2 separate regions of the Mus musculus genome follow, and region 2 is linked to region 1. Evidence: chromatin contacts called from public promoter capture Hi-C data. All regions are on one chromosome and are shown on one strand. Each heading gives the region's core, a stretch centred on a gene start, on an enhancer-like site or on the middle of the called end of the contact. The rest is flanking DNA. Distances are from core to core; before and after follow the strand shown.

What was found. Capture Hi-C pulls out chosen DNA fragments and counts their contacts.
Region 2: a promoter capture Hi-C map of adipose tissue shows a contact between it and region 1. The contact joins two enhancer-like sites. A contact is called at or near these places in 1 of 115 datasets of contacts at active chromatin or transcription factors (effector CD8 T cells) and 2 of 9 other capture datasets (adipose tissue and liver).

What each region holds. Positions count from the first base shown.
Region 1 is chr11:6,363,430-6,370,013 of GRCm38.p6, forward strand. No RefSeq gene overlaps it. Among named protein-coding and RNA genes, the nearest start is that of Zmiz2, 28 kb to the right of the region's middle. Within about 2 kb of position 2,617, at least 150 of the 459 cell types and tissues checked have an H3K27ac peak or open chromatin away from gene starts, as enhancers often do. A contact at or near this core is called in adipose tissue and effector CD8 T cells, where this site is marked.
Region 2 is chr11:6,566,372-6,572,750 of GRCm38.p6, forward strand. It overlaps Ccm2 (cerebral cavernous malformation 2), which reads left to right. Exons shown (of 10, transcript NM_146014.3): 2 at 3,593-3,766. Among named protein-coding and RNA genes, the nearest start is that of Ccm2, 23 kb to the left of the region's middle. Within about 2 kb of position 1,735, at least 104 of the 459 cell types and tissues checked have an H3K27ac peak or open chromatin away from gene starts, as enhancers often do. A contact at or near this core is called in adipose tissue and effector CD8 T cells, where this site is marked.

The DNA of each region.
Region 1 (6,584 bases), core at 1,367-3,866:
GGATTCTCCCAGATGTCCCTGCCTCTGGCTCTGCTCTCCCTCATATCTACAATAAACTCCTCCTCCACCACCATGTCCAGTCATGTCCTGAGTTTCTGACTCTCCTGAGGTGTGTATGGATCGTTTGTTTCTGCTGGCTTCTACCAACCACAAAATGTGATTCCAGATCCTAGAGTCTGATTGTTCAGCAGCCACTTGACCCGTTCTAACCATTTGCCTACCTGCTCTGTCTTCCTTTGTGCCCTTCTGGGCCTGTACCTTGAGAGTTTCCCTGCTTCCCCCCAGGAGCTGCCTGCTAAGCATCTTTTTTAAGTCCTCCTGGGACCTTGTCTCCTCTCCTTGTCTGGGTCATAGGTGTCCCTCTGCTCCTGGAGCCTGCTACACTCTTGAGTCACCCGCCATATGGACAGCATTCTACACCCATCTAGATCTCTCTACTAAAGACCCTCACTGGCTCCCTTTCCCCAGCATTCCCCTGGTTGCCTGCTTCAGCCTGCAGCTCCCCAGCTTGCTTCCACTCTCAGCTCTCTCTCTGGGCTTATAGAAGCACCTCCCTTCCCTCCCCTGCCTCTCCATGTGGTGTTCCCCTTTGCCATCCCCCCCCTCTCTTCCTCAATAGACTCAGATTTTATTAGTACAGCTTGACCTTAGTACAGATCAATGACCCAAAATTAGCACACTTGATGTCCACGTTCTTGTAGACTGTAACAACTTCTGCCACAAGCAAATGACTCCAGAGCCTCTTATCTCTAAGGTTCAACTTCCTACTCTCAAAAAATCTTTAATCCCTGTGATTTCTCTATACTCTGCTCTATAAATAAATAAATAAATAAATAAATAAATAAATAAGATACGATGCTATAAACTATCTCAGGATTTGTAAATTCATTGGGTATGGTTTAAAATTTATAAAATCTGTAACAAAACTTGGCTTAAAATTTATAACTAGGGCTGGTGAGATGGCTTAGTGGGTAAGAGCACCCGACTGCTCTTCCGAAGGTCCAGAGTTCAAATCCCAGCAACCACATGGTGGCTCACAACCATCCGTAACAAGATCTGACTCCCTCTTCTGGAGTGTGTGAAGAAAGCTACAGTGTACTTACATATAATAAATAAATAAATCTAAAAAAAAATTATAACTAAAGATTTACTACATAATTCAGCTCTTGTATATGTAACTTAGATTTAACCCTTGCTTAGAAAAATAGATGTTTTTAAATAGCAACAGAGAGACTCTGGAATTGGTATAGACTTTAGAACCTCAAAGCACACCCCCAGGGCACACCTCCTAATCCCTTTAATCCTTTCAAATAGTACCGCTCCCTGGTGACTACGCATGTGAATATGAGTTTATGGGGCTATTCTCATTCAAACCACCACCGAGATCAGCCTCTACCTCCCCAAACCCCCTCTTTCCCTGTCGCAGAGATGGTGGAACTTTCTTTGTAATCAAGGAAGACTGTCTTAGTTAGGGTTTTATTGCTATGAAGAGACACCATGAGCTCAGCAACTCTTACAAAGGAAAACATTTAATTGGGCTGGGTTAGTCCATTATTGTCATGTGCAGGCAGACATGATTCTGGAAGAGTAGCTGAGAGTTCTGCGTCTCGATCCACAGGCAGCAGGAAGAGTCAGTGAGCCCACGCTAGGCCTGGTTTGAGCTTTTGAGACCACAAAGCCTGCCCCCAGTGATACACTTCCTCCAACAAGGCCACACCTCCCAACAGTACCAGTCCCTATGGGCCTATGGGACCATTTTCATTCAAACTATTGCAATGGCCTGAAGTTCTCAGTCTTCCGGCTTCACGTCTCTCACTTAGGACCACATCAGTATCTGTCAATGGTCTTGCTGGGATTTTCCCAGTGTCATTCTGAGCCATCACCCAATACCATTCTTCCTTTCTCAGAAAGATGGCAACATTGCTTGTCCATTGCCTTGTCTGTAAAAACAGATCCGTTAACCAGCTAGGGAGGGATGAAGATATCATATCACATCTTGGCTGCTGAGTGAGCGGGCAAGGGTTAGCTGGTAAGTGGTTGGCTTTTTAAGGATGCTGACAGACATTAGTAAGTAGGAGAATGTACTAAGAAAGAAGAATAACATTTTTGCCTTTGAGAACTTTTGGGGGAGGGAGGAGCTGAAGAGATGGCTCAGTGGTTAAGAGCACTGGTTGCTCTTCCAGAGGATACTGGTTCAATTCCCAGCACCCACATGGCAGCTAACAACTGCCTGTAACTTCAGTTCCGGGGATCTGAATTCTGCATGTACATGCTACACAGACATACAAGCAGACAAAAGAACCATACACATAAAATAAAAATAAATAAACGAATAATTCTTTTTTAAAAAGAGAGAGCCTTGCCAGGCAGTGGTGGCGAATTTCTTTAATCTGAGCACTTGGGAGGCAGAGGCAGGTGGATTTCTGAATTCAAGGCCAGCCTGGTCTACAGACCTGTTAGTTCCAGGACAGCCAGGGCTGTACAGAGAAACCCTGTCTCGAAAAAACCAAAGAGACAGAGGGAGAGGAAGAGAGAGCACCTTACAGTGAAGTTAGATAAAACAGTGCATGTATACTGCTTGCTAAGCAGCCCGACCTGACTATTGGGAAACGCCCTGGGGTTTCCAGCACAGGCTTCCGGTAAGACAGGAAATAGTGAACAGCCTGGGCGAGATGTCGGGCTGTCCTTATAAAGTGAGTTTTCCGTGCATCGTTTCGTTTCCAGCAGCAGGGGGCAGCACAGAGAGCAATGCAGCTGGAGCGTGTGGCCAGGCGTGGGTAGGGAGCAGCAGGTTAAGGGATGAAGGCAATCAGAAGACTAAAGATTCAGGACATTAGCAGTTTGCATTTAGACACAGGACCTCCGAAGGTAATTGAAGCCAGGAAAATCAGCATGAAAGGAGAGAACAGTGAGGTAAAGAAATAGCTCAACGGTTAAGAATACTAAGTGTTCCTCAGGACGACCCAGGTTGGGTTCAATTTATCCACATTACCAGCCCCAGGAATCCCGTGCCCTCTAGCCTCCATGAGCACAGCACACAGGACAGAGTACACATAAACTCAGGCACAAAGACATACACCTATAAAATAAATCATAAAGGTCAATAAATATTAAACTAAAGATTAACAGGATGGAAGGAACACAGTCCAGGGTGGCCTAGAGAAAGGAAGTAGAAAACGGATGACAGCTGTTCCACTCTCCACTACAGCAGTCAGGAAGGATGCAGGCCAGGACTGCGCTCTCTCTCAGCCTTGCCCACAGGCCCTGAGGGAATAAGGGAGGCAGTTAATGACAGGCGTGGAAAAATAGGGACTCTCCGGGTTCTGGGAAAGTGGGGAGACTGCTATGGTAAGGTAAGAGTCCCTGATTCTCCGAAGAATGTCTCCCAGACTCAAGAAGTGTGCAAACTCAGAGTATTTTATTCTGAAGACCAGCATGCTGGGTTTCCCATTACCAAGATAGAGACAGCAAGTGAGCCTGCATGCCTGAGGTAAAGCACATTAGGGAATTCCGGGTAGGTGACCCCTATGGTAACCTGTTGGGTCCATCTCTATGGACATTCCATTACCAGGATATGGGGGCTGAAAACTTGCTGGGGAGGTCTGGGAACTGTTACTGAGGAGTAGCTGAGGGAGTCTGGAAACTGCTGCTGACCCATTCTCCCTGCCTCAGGCCAGGCGGCTGGGACATTCTGTTACCTGGATGGGAAGGCTGGAGCCTGGGGTGTTTTCTATAAGTAATTGACTTGCCTGTGCTTGCCTGGACTTGCTCACTTTTTAGGCCTAGACTCCTTAACTGCCAGTTTTAAGTCTGTCATGGACTCACCCTAGCCTTCTCAGTACAAAGATGCAGACTGTGGTGGGCTGCACGGGAGGGGGCAAGGGGGGGGTTAGACACAGTAACACAGTCCACATTACTGGAATGGTCAGGAGCACTCAACAGGCCCAACCTGTTAGACCCGTTCGGTCTCTGAGGCCTGGTCAGAGGTCAATAAGGTCAAGTCAGTTTTCAAAACAAAAGACTTTACTTGTATTTTGTGGGTGAACTTTTTGCTGGGAAGAGTAGAACCATCACAGTGTGGTCCCCATGCTTTCTCAGCCGACTTAAACCAGCTAGCACAAACCTCCACGTTCACTTCAGAACATGACAAAGCAATTCGACTTTAATTTGTTAACTTTAACTCCTGAATGCATGCATGAGAAGTAAAGGCAAACCCAGATAGCCATACTGAATGTCATTTCGAAAAATATGAAATATGCTAGTGCAGTTCCTGTGTCAAACCAAGGCATTTCTGTGTGAAAAGACAATTGGCTTACAAACCCAGATGTTTGGCAAATATTTAAAAAGAAGCGATGGGCGCCGGGCAGTGGTGGCACATGCCCTCCAGCCGTTGGGAGGCAGAGACAGGGGGATCTCTGCAAGTTCAAAACCAGCAAAGACGACAGAGCAAGTTCTAGGACATCCAGGGCTATACCTGTCTAGAAGAAGAGGAGGAGGAGGAAGAAGAAAAACAAGAGGAAGAATGTTGGAAACGTCCTGCGGCTCACATGAACTGGGTTCCACCTGGGAGGCAAACTGGGGCTGAAAAGAGAGGGGAACTAGGCCGAGAGAAATGGAGCCAAGACAAGGTTCTGATCAAGGCTCAAATGTTTAATGGCAAATGCGCTTATAAAGGGGGGGAAGGCCCATTCCCACCAATTCATCCTTGGAGCCCAGCTGCATGTGACCACATGCAGGATAGGGTGTAGTCTCAGGAATTGCTCGGCGGCCTCCCCACAGGTAGCAGTATCTTGAAGAGGAACAACGGCAGTGGCAGAACAATAGAATGATCTAGGAAGGCTCCATTTTAGGTAATCTCCTTAGTGGCAGAAAAGGTCAATGTCTGGCTCAGCCTGCTTCAGGCTTGGGGGAGGCTACAGAAGAAGTGGTGAGATGGCCACTTCAAGGGAAAAAACTGAGAGTTTCTATCATGCAGATTCAAGGTTTTGTGAGAAAATAAGAATATGGAAAATTAGTGGGGCGGTGATGGCACATGCCTTTAATCTCAGCACTCGGGAGGCAGAGGCAGGCGGATTTCTGAGTTTGAGGCCAGCCTGATCTAAAAAGTGAGTTCCAGGACAGCCAGGGCTACACAGAGAAACCCTGTCTCAAAAAAAAAAAAAAAAAAAAAAAAAAAATCAGTACAAAAAGAAAGAAGGGGTGGGGTCAACCCCTTTAATCCATCAGGCCTTTGTTTTTTTTTTATTGTTGTTGTTGTTTTGTTTTTTTGTTTTTTTTAGATTTATTTATTTATTATATGTAAGTACACTGTAGCTGTCTTCAGACACTCCAGAAGAGGGAGTCAGATCTTGTTACAGATGGTTGTGAGCCACCATGTGGTTGCTGGGATTTGAACTCTGGACCTTCTGAAGAGCAGTCGGGTGCTCTTACCCACTGAGCCATCTCACCAGCCCCCATCAGGCCTTTGTATAAACAAAGGTTTTACTGGCTGAGAGAGGAAGGATTAAAATATTGATATAAAGTTTTACTAGGTGGGAAAGATAAAAGGTTTGAGTTTAGGGCTGGAGAGATGACCCCATAGTTAACTCACTGGCTGCTCTTTCAGAGGACCAGGGTTTGATTCCCAGCATCCTATAGCAGTCCACCACCACCTATAATTCCAGTACCAAGGGGCTCTGGCACCAGGCATGGTGATGCACATTTTTAATCCTAGCATTCAGGAAACTGAGGCAGTTGGATCTCTGTAAATTTGGACCTCTGTTTGGCCTATACAGTGAGGTACAGGACAGCTGGACTGTATAAAGAGACCCCGTCTCAAATAAACCAAAAAATAAAAAATAAGAGGATATATATTCCTTGTTAACATAAGTTTTACAGTATTTGGCAAAAAAAAAATGTATATTTGACATTTCTTTAAAATCCCTTTCCTAACTTTAAATATATTGTTTGTTGTTTTTTGTTTGTGTGTGTTTTCTTTGGTTTTGTTTTGTTTTAGCTTAGTCTTCCTCTGTAGCTCTAACTGGCCTTGAACTCAGAGATCTACCTGTCTCTGCCCCTGGAATTAAAACCACCAGCAAAACTTTCCTTTTTTTTTAAGCTTTGAGACATAGTTCCACTAAGTTCCCAGACTAGTCTTAAGTGCACCTCAAGGTCTGGTTTATTTTGCCTCACAGTTTGAGGGCATCACAGTGGCAGGAGTATGACACAGCTATGCATATTGTGTCTACAGCCAGGAAGCAGAGAAGAGTGAATGTTGGTTCTCTGCTTACCTATTCCCCTTCAGAGTCTTCTGTAGTTCTGGTTGGCCTGGAACCCTCGACATAGACCAGGCCAGCCTTGAATTAATAGATATTCACAAGCCTCTGCCTCCTGAATGCTGGGAATAAAGGCAGGTGTCACCATACCCAGCTCTTTCCACACCCATTTCCTGTGTATGTTGGCTTTGCACATGTGTGGGATGCACAGACGTGTGTGTGTGTGTGTGTGTGTGTTTATGGAAACCTGAGGTCGCTGTGGTGAATCAATAGCTCTTCTACCTTATATACTAAGGCCCAGTCTCTCACTTACTAACAGCTCACCAAGAT
Region 2 (6,379 bases), core at 485-2,984, 200 kb after region 1:
CTGTGGCAGGTCACTTGCTGGGCATGTGTGGAGCTGAGAGAATGGACTCTCAGACAGTGAGAGACATATGTTGGGGCATCGGGGCTGACCTAGTTTCTTTGTAGAGTGCTAGCCCATGTCACCTCATTACAGAGGGTCTGTTTATCTTTTAGGCTGGGATTACAAGACACCCCAGGGCCCTTCCCAACACAGACTCTATTTTATGAGCTGTTTATCACTGTTAAAGAAAGAGTGTAAAAGGCGTGTGGTCTGTGGGCCTGTTGATTTGGTGAGAGCTTGGTTAGAGGTTGATCTTGGCAAACCTCTGGTTTCACAGTTGGTTTCCTGTTGCATCCACGTGTAAGTTAAGAATGAGTTGGACTGACAGACAACTGGAAGGGCAGACAGATGGAGCTGAGCTGCCCGCCTATCGGAGCCAGCCTTCAGTTACTATGTACTGCAGGGAGCTGTGGTTGAATGAAGGAGCTCTGTGGGGCTGCAGGAGGAGGGCTGTGGATACTCTTCTGTCTAGAATGATGGACTGTGGTTGTAGAGATGTTTCCAAAGGATCGTGTCCATGGGCGATAAACATCAGGACATTTAAAAACTCAGGAAAAACAAGGTGATGAAACACAACACACTTAGCATAATTTGAGTACTGTCTGGTCAGAGGTCCCACGGTGAAGAAATCACAATTGTCTTCATTGGGATTTACCTTGCCCAAATATGTTCCTAAATTTGGGGTCATTTCTAGCCTGCAGATGACTGTCAGGTTATCTGGTAAGTCTCAAGTGACCATTTCTCATTGTTGTCCCATATGAACCCCACTCTGAGACCCCCCCCTGTCACCTGCCCCATCCACCACTTGTCGAAACGCATCCTGGGGATGAAAGAAACGTTTGTGGGAGCTCCCAGAGAATGTGCTGGGAAGGCCTTCAACCTCAGCCTGTCCTCATGCTTCTCAGAGTGGGGACCTGGCAGGTAGGTCTCTTAGCTCTTCCGGAAGTGTCTCTTGTCCTTTCTGATGGTTGTCACCTTCGGATCTTGGTTCTCCTGACTTTTATAGTCTAGGCCTGGCCAGTGGTAAGTGGCAGTTGTTTATCTTTCTCAAGTATGTACTGTTATGAAAATCTAAATTTAAAAAAATGGAGAGGCAGCCAGGCATGGTGGTGCACGCCTTTAATCCCAGCACTTGGGAGACAGAGGGAGGCGGATTTCTGAGTTTGAGGACAGCCTGGTCTACAAAGTGAGTTCCAGGACAGCCAGGGCTATAAAGAGAAACCCTGTCTCGAAAAACCAAAAAAAAAAAAAAAAAAAGAGAGAGGCTAGGGATATAACACAGGTGGAGAAATAACTACCCAACGTGTACAAAGCTCTGAGTTCTGTTTGTTTGTTTGTTTGTTTGTTTGTTTGTTTTGTTTCTTTGAGACAGGCTTTCTCTGTGTAGCCCTGGCTGTCCTGGAACTCACTCTGTAGACCAGGCTGACCTCGAACTCAGAAATCCACCTGCCTCTGCCTCCTGAGTGCTGGGATTAAAGGCGTGTGCCACCACGCCAGCTAAGCTCTGGGTTCTATTCTTAGCACTGCAGAAAAACAAAACAAAACAGATGGTGTGCATGTTGGAATCCTAGCCGTAGTCCTTGGGACCAGGAGACAGGACTGACGCTCCGTCTCCTCAGCCACACAGTGGGTTTGAAGCTAGCCTGAGCTGTTGGAGACGTCTCAAAAAAGTAGCGGAAGTGCCTGTGCTCAACACTCAGCTACAGCTCTGGAGTTCCTGTCATCTTATCTCTCTCTCTTTTCCACACCAGCAGTGAGTGCAGGAAACTGCCCTGCATGTGTGAACACAAGCGTTTATGTGTGCGTGCATGCATGTGTGTGTGCGTATGTATGTGTGTACTGATCAAGATAGGACTACAGGGTCAATGACAGACCATTCTAGGTCACAGAGGCAGATGCCTGGTGATAGAATCAGCTCCCATGAGTGGAATATTTTAATATTTACAGGGCCGTGGGTCACAATCTTTTCCTACTTTGGATTCAGAGTCGGGTGGGTGGTCATGGGTCATTATCTAGTGTGAGTGGAAGACAGTCTGAGGCTTTGGTGCTGGGCTGTAAAGACAGCCGTTGAAGAGGAGATGGATTGTTGTGAGTAAAAACAGTAACGGAAATAACTGCTGACACCGTTTTCCATTATAATCAAATATAATCAGCTCAGCTCTCTGTAGCTATCGCATGGATTGTTCATGAGAACATGGAACATGCAACAATCATAGCTCATTTTAGAGACCATAGCTCAGCTCATATCCTTGTATGGGAAAGAATCAGGATAGCTCAGACCACCACAGAGGAGTTGAGCCTTGAGCCTGGCGGAAAGCCTGTGGGGAGAGCAGCAGGCATGACGGCTGGGCGTGCACAGCTCTAACACCGAGACTCATGCTGCTGTCTTGTCGGATGGGCCTCCTGGATCTGTGCCCATCTTAGTAGATCAATGGAATAAAACCAAGATAACAAGGACCAAGGATGTGAAGCTAAGGAGGCAGGGAAGCTGTCCACAGCAGGAGGGCACAGGCACAGGCACAGGAAAGGTGTCAGGGTAATTTTCTGAGGCTGGGTGAGTCTTATTTGATTGTTGGTTTCATGCCTGGTGCTGAGAGCTGAGCCTAAGAGTGAGGCTGGGAAGTAGCCACATGCGGCATCTCCTGGGAGCCTTGGCCATGTGAGTCTTGCCTGATAACTTATTCTCTCCGTTTTTTGTTTGTTACTAGCTTGGGGGGAGGGACGGTCAGAGCTGAGCCTGCTGTAGTTTCCCAGCTGCTGCCTGGCTGCCAGGAACATAGTGGGTGAGTGTAGGAGAGATGTCTCTTGCAGAGAGAAAACAGCTAGGGTATCATCTCCTCCTTTCATTGCTCGTGTCTTTGGCCTCTGAGCTGATGCTGTAGATGATGTATTTAAGTGTTTCTCTGAGTGACAAAGAATGGCTGGCAGCGCCATCTTTCCACAGAGTGGGGGATAGCTTCTGTTGCGGTTGTTTAGGAGGCACTAGGTTTGATTCCCCTCTCCCTGGCCCACAAGTTCATTTTGATTACAGGTCGAGTCTTCAAAGCCTCGGTACTAAGCTCACATCCAGCAGGGGTGAGGCTGTGAGGTTAGTGGCTGCCTTGGAGCCCTGCCTGAGGGAAGGGGCTGCATGAGAACCTGGGGCTCAGTTAGCGCCTGGGCTCCTTAGAGCTCATGTGGCCTTGGCTGCTGAGACAGAGGCCTTGTGGGTGGCAGCCCTCCCTGTCCCACTTGCACCTCAGAGCTGAGATGACATGGCTCACAGAGCTGGCAGGAGTTGGAACTCTGCTGTGTGGCTCTCTTCTGGGGGACTGTTCCCCAAATGACAGTGAGTTGCCTTCTGAGTGTGACAGCCACTTAACAGGCCTGTCTGTCCTTGTGCAGAGTCTGAGCTGGCTCCAGAGCCATGCCTCAGCCTCATGTTGGTCCTTTCTCATAGGCTGCTGTGCACAGTCCTATTTTCATGGCGACGGTGCTAACTCTGTTTGTTAGTGGTAGGTACAACACAAATGTGTGAATAATGAACTCCAATCATTGCCATTTCTGCCTGCAGCCTGGAATTGTGTCGCCATTTAAACGAGTATTCCTAAAAGGTGAAAAGAGTAGAGATAAGAAAGCCCATGAGAAGGTGACAGAGAGGCGCCCTCTGCACACTGTGGTGCTGGCGTTACCTGAGCGCGTCGAGCCAGACAGACTGCTGAGCGACTATATTGAGAAGGAGGTGAAGGTAAGTCACCATGGGCCACAGGGCACGCCTGCCAAACAGTTCATTGCCAGCTCTGCATAAATACATTAGCCTGTGTCCTACCCTCTGTCTTGCTTCTGGATGTATCTAATAATGAAAACTCCAAACCCAGTCCCAGTCCTTAGCTTTGGTTTCTGATCCTCTGTGTAGCAGAAGACTACTCTGTCTTGAAGGTCATGGATATTGTGTAAAACAGGGAAACCTCGTCTCCTCCGATTTGCAGACAGATGACAGCAGGCGCTTGTTCCAGGCCCTTGTTTAGGACTCCGATGCTCAGCCTAACGCTGGAGGCCTTATATCTCAGGCCTGCCTGTGCCCAAAAGACTACTCAAGCTGTGTTATGTCCCTGAAAGTAAGTTAATGAAATGATAGAAGCTGTGAGCTCAGAGAGGAGAGGAGAGGTGTTGGTCATAGAAGGCCACTGGAAAGAAGGAAGCGGTGAAGGTGAAGTAGCCTAGTTGGTGGCTCCAGCTGGGTCAGGCCCCTGCAGAGGACAGAGTCCAGTGACTCGGGGGGCTCCAGTGCTGACTAAATATGGATTTGTAGGCACCCTCCACATTGAGAGGAGGGCTTGGGATTTACTGACAGCTGGCATAGGAGTGGGTGGGAGAGCCCCAGCCTGAGCTTCCTGAGTCGGAGCCTGTTAGGGATGGTGTGAGTCCACAACCCCTTTTATGTCCAGGCTTCCGGAATGTCTTGGAAAACACAGACAGGTTACCGTCAAGTGGCGCTCTCCTTGATGCAGCTGAGAAATTCTGCACTGACCTCGGATTCCCGGCCATTCAGCTCGAATGGAACCTAGCGGATAGAAAGCCTGCCCAGCACACAGCTTCAGTCAGCTCTTTAGGGTCTCCTTTAAACACAGGCAGCAGAGCATAAGTGTGCATTTCCTGCAAACTTCTGACATTGAGCCCAAGACAGTAAACATGAATTTGAAAGCAGTGGCTCCAAAGTGAGGGCAGCAGTGGGCATTGTGCGTGCTGATAGTGGATCAAGTTCTGAGGAAAGTGTTGTTGGATAGCTTTGTTGCTGTGAACATGGGAGTGTGGGAACCTATGTGTGGATAGGTGTGCCAGCCAGTCACTCACTGGGGTAATCAGATGAATGACGGGCTCATCTGCTGTTGGCTGCTAGTGAGCTATTTTCAACTGATAAGAACAAACTGAAATTTTGGTTGTTAAAATTTTTTAAGTGAATGAATTGATTGGTTTTATACATATAGAATTTTTTTTTTTTTGAATTTTCAAGACAGGGTTTTGCTGTATATTCCTGGCTGCCCTGGAACTCACGCTGTAGACCAGGCTGGCCTTGAACTCAGAAATCCGCCTGCCTCTGCCACCCAAGTGCTGGGATTAAAGCGTGCACCACCACTGCCTGACCATATAGATGTTTTATTTACCTGTATGTCTATGTACCACATGCATCAATGCCCACAGAAGCCAGAGGAGGATGTGGGGTATGTGGGGTTCCCTGGGTCTGCTGCTGAGAAATGGAACCCAGGTCTTCTAGAAGACCTCAGCCATCTCTCTAGCTCTGGTTTGCTTTTCTAAGACAATATCTCACTATGTGTCTTAGGCTACCCTTAACTGAAGGTCTTCTATCCTCTGCCTCCCAAGAGATGGGATTGAGGGTGTGTGCACTACACCTGGTATATAAACTGTTTAGACAGGAGTACTCAAATGCTAAAAAGTATACCTCAGTAAATACATAGACCAGTAACATAGTTATATTGAGTACTTTTCTCTGCTTTGACAGACTAGCTGATAGAAACAACCCACAGGAGGCTTTCTTCTGGTTCCTGGAAAGGCATGGCATCAGGACTATGGGCAGCTGGTCCCAGGGTTCCCCCTCACAGCAGGAAGTAGCAGGGATGCATGGCGATGCGCTGCTGTGGGTATTATGACACATATACTTAAAAATAATAAAAATAACTTTAATGTGTCATAATTCCATAATTCCCACTTTAGTAGTCCAGTGTAGAAGCTCTCTCACAGGCATGCCTACAGGTTTGTCTCCTAGACTCTGTCAGGTTGACAGTATTAACATCAGTCATTTATTATGAGTGTTAAATATTATATATGTGCTATAGTTATTGTGTAGCTGTTAATGTATTCCGCCTTGTTTACATCATATCACTATGAATTGACCCATATGGGATGTTCACTGGGATGTTCAGATGGCCACAAAGTTCTTCAGCATTGGGAAAATGTGATGCCTTTGTGATCTTAGGGAACCTTTGTTATATTAGCTGTTGTAGGCCAAGCCATCACTAGGCAGCACATAGCTGCATATACTATTCTCAAAAAGACAAGAGGACATGCTGTTCATAATGAAATAACAAAGAGTCAAGATTTGTCTTCTTAATTTTATTTTTATTATTTTTAAGGATATGTATGTGTGTGTGTGTGTCTGTGTCTGTGTGTGTGTCTGTGTACTATCCAGTATAGTGCCTGCAGAGGTTAGAGATGTGTATGTATGTGGGCAGATGCTGGGAATGTAGGTCCTCCAAAAGAGTAGTCATTCAGGACCCTGTGAGAGACCCTGACTCAACCAGCAAGGTGGACAGCTCCTGAGAAACAACCACCTCAGGCCTCC